Regions from separate parts of the Pan troglodytes genome. Here region 1 is linked to region 2. Evidence: chromatin contacts called from public Hi-C data. All regions are on one chromosome and are shown on one strand. Each heading gives the region's core, a stretch centred on a gene start, on an enhancer-like site or on the middle of the called end of the contact. The rest is flanking DNA. Distances are from core to core; before and after follow the strand shown.

Region 1 (3,104 bases), core at 418-2,917, 1.1 Mb after region 2:
AACAGCACTCAGGGTGCAGCAGACATTGGGCATAGTAAGTTTAGTAAGTTTCATCAGCGCAAAATGTGGAATGAGTTTCCTTGTTAAACTGACAAACTGACACAAAATTCCTGCTCTCCAATCTTTTTTTTTTTTTTTGAGACAGAGTTTCACTCTTGTTGCCCAGGCTGGAGTGCAATGGTGCGATCTTGGCTCACCGCAACCTCTGCCTCCTGGGTACAAGCGATTCTCCTGCCTCAGCCTCCCGAGTAGCTGGGATTACAGGCATGCGCCACCATGCCTGGCTAGTTTTGCATTTTTAGTAGAGATGGGGTTTCTCTATGTTGGTTAGGCTGGGCTAGAACTCCCGACCTCAGGTGATCCACCTCAGCCTCCCAAAGTGCTGGGACTACAGGCGTGAGCCACCGCGCCCGGCCCCAATCTGTTTATATTTTATAGTTGATAAATTAACTAAAAATAGGAAAGTCCATAATCCCACCATTTAAAACACCAAGCAGCTTCTCCTGTATCATGTCTCATTTTACAAAGCTACATTCACAGCATCAGTACCATTTGTTGTTGTGTTTTTAAGTATTTTCAGTGTTCCAACAACAATTTCATATTTATTGTTTGGGAGTTGAATAACATTTTATTGATTTGATATACTATAAGATAGTTTTTAAGGTTTGGGGTTATTATAGAAAATATTGCAATGAATAGTTCCTTACAAATATATTTCTGCTTCTCTTAAAGCAAAAATCCCACAGAAGGAGCGACAAGATTGAAGGCTATAACCATCTTTTTGCCCCTTGCACACATTGGCACATAGCTGTCCAAAAGGCTTGTGCTAATTTGAAAGCCAAACAACAGTAAACAAGAAAACAATTTCCCTACATAATCTCAGTTGTACAAGGTATTCTCTTTAATCTTTAGTACCTGTTAAGTTGATAGCTCAAAGTTGCTGCAGTTTTTATTTTTTTAAAGTTCGAGCAAAGATGAATGTATTTTCATGTCTTCGCTCACTCAACATTTTCCCTTGTGTAGATTTTTTTTGTCATCTATTAAAGTTTTGAGATTTTCCTCTTTCATTTCTTTTTCTATGTGAACTGCAAAGAGAAGAAACTAGAATGAAAACTGTGCCTCTAGCTGTGTCTGTTACTTAGGCTTTTTTTTTTTTTTTTTTTTTTTTTACAGCCTCTTTCAGACTGATGCCTTTGTTTGTAAACCTCACCTTACTCTGAAATAATTGGTGTAGATCAAAAGAAGTAGAGGGATGCGTGCAGAGTGATCAGCTGATAACCATTTTTCCTTTCATTTACCCAACATAGTCGCTTTCACATTAGAGAGATCACACGCAAGGTTTATTTTCTCCTGATAGGCAGCCCGCTCCATTTTGGTGGGAAGATGGGAGGGGAAAACCTTATCTTCAGAGAGGAATGGAAATCAATGAAAAGAACTGTCTGTTTGCTCTAAGGAATGGAGTGGAATATAGTGGGGAAGGGAGGCGGAGAAGGGATATTTGTTTTTCCTTAAGTGGTTATAATTAAAACTTTCCACCCAATTGCTCTGTGAACCGGAAAAAGTATTTGTGAAGTTGTGTGTGTGTTTTGTAGAACATCACAAAGGAGCCTTGCAGCCCTCTGATTAGAAAACTTGCTCTCCAGCGGCACCTTGTGGGAAGTGAGTTATCCTGCAAGTTGGATATTTAGTTTTAGGATTAAACTAAATAGCCTCTAGTAGTTGTGCACTTCCTACCCATTACCTACTTCCCCTCCTAAAACAGCAAGGAATTTGTGAAGAATTATGTCAGCGATTGAATGTATGTGTAACAGTCCCTAGACTGTAAGCTGTATCTCCATGTACATATTCCAGAGTTGTGTATCAAACTAAGTAGCTGTATTGATTGTTAATGTTGTTTCATTAAAGTAATCTGTGGAATTTTGAAGACCACTCATTCAAGAAAGCACTAATTTATGGCTTTAAATTTTTATTTTCAAGGTGGAAACAAGTTAACGAACCAGAATTTTCGTCTGAATTGGGCATGGATCTCCTTTGAAAAGGAATATTACCTGATCAATGAGGACTCCAAATTTCTAGATGTTGTTCTTAAACGTAGAGGTTACTTGGGAGAAACTTCTTTTATAAGTAAGTTTAATTTTTTATTTCTGTCTTAGAATTTTATTTTTCTAGCAAAGGTTTATAATTCTACAGTGATTAAAGTGTCAGTTTAGTTCACTTAGAGCTTAAAGTTAAAATTTAAAAGTTCTCTAACTACTAAAGAAACAAGCAACAGGTTTGTGTCAAGGTACTTATCTCTTCAAGCCTTCTGTGTACATATGATCTTTTTCTGGTATAAAAATTGGCAGGAACACTAATCAGTTACGAAATAAAAATAAATGTCACTAGATCTTAGAATGAGCTTAGGCAAATCTGTAATTTACCCATAAGATAAAAGTTTTCTGAAACATGAGTATCGTGACCTTTCTTTGTAACAACAGTAAATTGTTAAATACTAATGATTTTCTTCTGCTTTACTTCGTTTAAATAAAACTAAGAGTCAGAAGCAAACGAATGAAACCTTTTTTCAACTCCAATTCAAGTTCATATTTGTTTTGTTTTGTTTTGTTTTGTTTTGTTTTGTTTTGTTTGAGATGGAGTCTCACTCTGTTGCCGAGGCTGGAGTGCAGTGGTGTGATCTCAGCTCACTGCAAGCTCCGCCTCCCAGGTTCACGCCATTCTCCTGCCTCAGCCTCCCGAGTAGCTGGGACTACAGGCGCCCGCCACCATACCCAGCTAATTTTTTGTATTTTTAGTAGAGACGGGGTTTCACCGTGTTAGCCAGGATAGTCTCAATCTCCTGACCTCGTGATCTGCCCACCTCGGCCTCCCAAAGTGCTGGGATTACAGGCGTGAGCCACCGCGCCCGGCCTCAAGTTCATATTTGATTTTCATAGAAGCATAAAATAAAGTTGGCAGTATATTGGTACTTTTAAGCAGCAATATGATTGGCACAAAATATTTAATATGTTGATTAAAATGGCAGCACCTGAAGCAACTATATTGTTTTTGGTACCATATATTTTATAGACATCTAGACCAATGGAATTTGCATGGGATAAAAAGAG
Region 2 (3,474 bases), core at 433-2,932:
TTTTAAGCCCATGAATTATGCCTTTTAGTCTTTGCTTTGCTCCTTGAATTCCTTAAGCCATGCAGCTTGCTGTGTTCTTCTCCTTTCACGAAAACTAAAAAGGCAAGAGGGCATTCCGGGATGTGATCCCTTTACAAAAAAATTGCAGTTTGGCTTCTTTGCAGATGGATCTACATATTGTTCTCTATAAACAGTCTTTCTGCACCCTTATAGCATACATCTGCTTACTGCTTTTCATGAACACATTTTCTAAGCATATCAAAATAATTCACGTGAAATGCCTGAATGTTGTATTGTCAAACCAAATATTCAGGAACTCACTCTTGAAATACCAAGAATATCAAGCAATTAATTTCTATATATCCCCGCTGGGGAAATAAAGTTTCATCAAAAGGCCCTGCCAACAAATCTTGCAGCAGTAATTTAGGAATCCGGAGACACTCACGGATGAAAACTGTCATATCTGTAAGATTTGTCATTAGGCCTACTAAGTGTCCTAAAGATTAGGGAGCAATACATTTTGACAAATTGCCACTATAAATGAAGTCTGAGAGGCATGTACTATAAGCATTTTTTCTTTAGTGATGATAGCTGTTGCTAATCTATTCACAGTTTCTAATTTCATTTGTAGTGACTTAACTGGGCATATTTCTGGGGCAGCTAGTCAGGCTTGAATATTCCACCTGTATCTCAGGGCTGTGTGATGCTCAGAGTGATCTTCCAGAGACCATCCTGCCTCCTGTTCTTCTCACCATGTGCTTGAGAGAAAACCAAAAAGTGGAAAACATAAAACTAAGGAAGTTAAAAACATTTTTTATGATTTTATCAAAAGAACTAGTATTTTTTTTTGGTTCGGTATGGTAACATATAAATGTAAACATTTCGTTTAGAAACCTAGTCTGTGACATTAAATATGTCTCACATTAATTAAATGCTTTGGGGAAGTATTGTATTATAATAGCATCTTCGTACTTGAATTAAATGGATCGGGACTTTTTGAGCAACAGCATGAAGCCTGGCTTCGTTTTAGCTTAAAAAGCTCAGATCTACTAGGTACTCACACGAATTAAAGATTAAAAAACTTCAAAAAAATTGTGGTAGATACCAATGCTGTCTTGAATAGAAATGTCTAGTTAAAGTTGTAAACTGGAAATGCTTGTTAAAATGGAGACTCCTGACAATTCTTGTATGCTAAAATATTTGAGAACAAATGCTGTAATGATAAGAAGGGTATTTGCTGATAAAATGAGGTTAAACAAAACATTTGACAGGAAGCAATGTCAAAAACACAAGTTAAGAGTGTGTTTCTTATTTGGATAGGCTGCCTTTTTCGTGAGATTTTTATAATAGCCCAGAGAGGAAGTATCTCTCAATAATGGGTTTGCTTTCTATCACAAATGTTGTGCTCAATAATACAGCAGTTCTGCTTCATTTATGCTTTCTCCCATAAAGCAGTCAAGTGAAAGATTAATTTACCTGGAACTCCCAATCAACCATTAAATGAAGTCCAGAGTTACAAAGAAATACGAATTAATGAGTTTTCAGAGCTAGTTGTATCAGTATTACTGGGAAGCCATAAATAGCACGATAAGATCATCAATAATGGGCTCCTAGAGAGTGGCCAATGTAGCAACCCTGAAGAGTACTGGTTTCCCAGGCATTTCCTGGGAACGTGAATGGAATGAGCAGCAGAGTGACATTTACTCAAAGGCTGGGTGACGAGTGTCAGTAAGTGAACTACAAATGGGAAGGTTACAGAAAAATACTTCAAAGAATGAAGTCACTTCCAGTGTAGCTTGAATTTTCTGCTTCAAAAATGCAGCATAAAGATAAGCAAGTTGAGGATAAGGGCAGAAGGTAAACCAGCCTGGTAAACAAGGGATTCGGGACACAGGAGTCTAAGAGGCAGCTGAAAACAATGATAGGATCTGCAAAGGCTGCTGAGAACAATCAAAAGACACAACAGTGAAGGTATTGCTGCATGTTCACCAGACTTCTCAGGGAAATAAGAGAGGGTGATGGAAAGCAGTTTGAACTGGGAAACAATGGAAGACCCAGCAATTTTCCCCTGCTCTGTCTCTAAGAAAGCATGAGACAATGGGCAAAGTAAACAGGTTATCTTTTAAAAGAAATGGTTGAGCTAAATGATATCTAAGATCCCTTTGGGGTATAATGGTATATTCTAAGCCATGTGCTAGTTTCACAAAGTGACTGTCACTGTTCCTTAAATGTCACCTTTTAATTAATAGTTGTTTGTGTATCTCATTGTCTTTGTATGTCCACATAATAAACTATCAGGAGGATTAACCAAGTTGAAATAAATTCACAGAAAAATTAATTACTTTTGATATTACTTTCTCAGTTAACCCCTCTTTTAATAATACAACCATCTTAATTTATATCTCATTTATCTTATACATTTATTTATTTATTTATTGAGACGGAGTCTCACTCTGTCACCAGGCTGGAGTGCAGTGGTGCGATCTCGGCTCACTGCAACCTCTGCCTCCCGGGTTCAAGCGATTCTTCTTCCTCAGCCTCCTGAGTAGCTGGGACTACAGGCACGTGCCACCACGTGCAGCTAATTTTTGTATTTTTGGTAGAGACAGGGTTTCACCGTGTTGGCCAGGATGGTCTCTATCTCTTGACCTTGTGATCCACCCACCTAGGCCTCCCAAAGTGCTGGGATTACAGGTGTGAGCCGCCACGCCCAGCGTTTCTTATACTTTTATAAGCAAGAACTTCCTTATAAATTATACCTATCATTTATTTTCATATAAACAAAAAATGTATAAAGCTCAACTAAGAGTAGGCATCTGAAAACAATATGTCCTTTTCATTTTGGAAATGCAGTATGGAGAAAGAGTAAATTTAGACAGCATTGATATTGATTGGGCTGGTGCTTGCCCAGGGCTCTAGATTGGTGGAAAAGACAGACAAAACTCAGAATATTTTTTAGTTTGGCATAAATTCCCAAAGCATCCAAATAGCCATTGTTGAATGTTAGTAAAATATTAATGGTTAAAAAAAAAAAAAGGAATGGTTTGAGATTCTGATTAGTTTCAAATTACCTTGCTGTGCATCAGCTTGGAGCAAAAAATTCAAATATAAACACATAAAAGAAATGTGTGGGTTCCTTTTGAGACCAGTAATATATAGCAAATAAAACTGTTTAACTCTGAGAATGAATCACTACTTTAATAGAAAAGCCAATTGACTGAGAGCTCCTCTTTGCTTCTAAAAAATGATGGCAACATAATCCTACCCATGAGTCAACAGTGAGAGGATAGGAGGGAGGGTTGGAAGTCAAGTTTTTGGTCTGGTTCTCCATTCTTTTTGTTGGCAGTACAGATGGATCTCTTAAAACATCAGAGCAGGACCCTGTGTTTTGTTACAAGTTTCCTGTTATCTTAAAAACCAAGATTCTCTCTGCCATTGCCTAAAATTAAAATATGAAATACATATTTCTTTGGT

Evidence for each region. A called contact is a pair of places that touch in the nucleus more often than the background predicts.
Region 1: a contact with region 2 is called in a Hi-C map of stem cell-derived neural progenitor cells, with 2.9 times the contacts expected there. The contact joins two enhancer-like sites. A contact is called at or near these places in 2 of 7 Hi-C or Micro-C datasets (induced pluripotent stem cells and stem cell-derived neural progenitor cells).

What each region holds. Positions count from the first base shown.
Region 1 is chr14:37,870,409-37,873,512 of NHGRI_mPanTro3-v2.0_pri, forward strand. FREM2 (FRAS1 related extracellular matrix 2) reads left to right here. Exons shown (of 24, transcript XM_522664.9): 3 at 1,978-2,124. Among named protein-coding and RNA genes, the nearest start is that of FREM2, 76 kb to the left of the region's middle. Within about 2 kb of position 1,668, at least 3 of the 24 cell types and tissues checked have an H3K27ac peak or open chromatin away from gene starts, as enhancers often do. A contact at or near this core is called in stem cell-derived neural progenitor cells, where this site is marked.
Region 2 is chr14:36,760,304-36,763,777 of NHGRI_mPanTro3-v2.0_pri, forward strand. The region is part of intron 8 of TRPC4 (transient receptor potential cation channel subfamily C member 4); the gene reads right to left. Among named protein-coding and RNA genes, the nearest start is that of POSTN, 48 kb to the left of the region's middle. Within about 2 kb of position 1,683, at least 4 of the 24 cell types and tissues checked have an H3K27ac peak or open chromatin away from gene starts, as enhancers often do. A contact at or near this core is called in stem cell-derived neural progenitor cells, where this site is marked.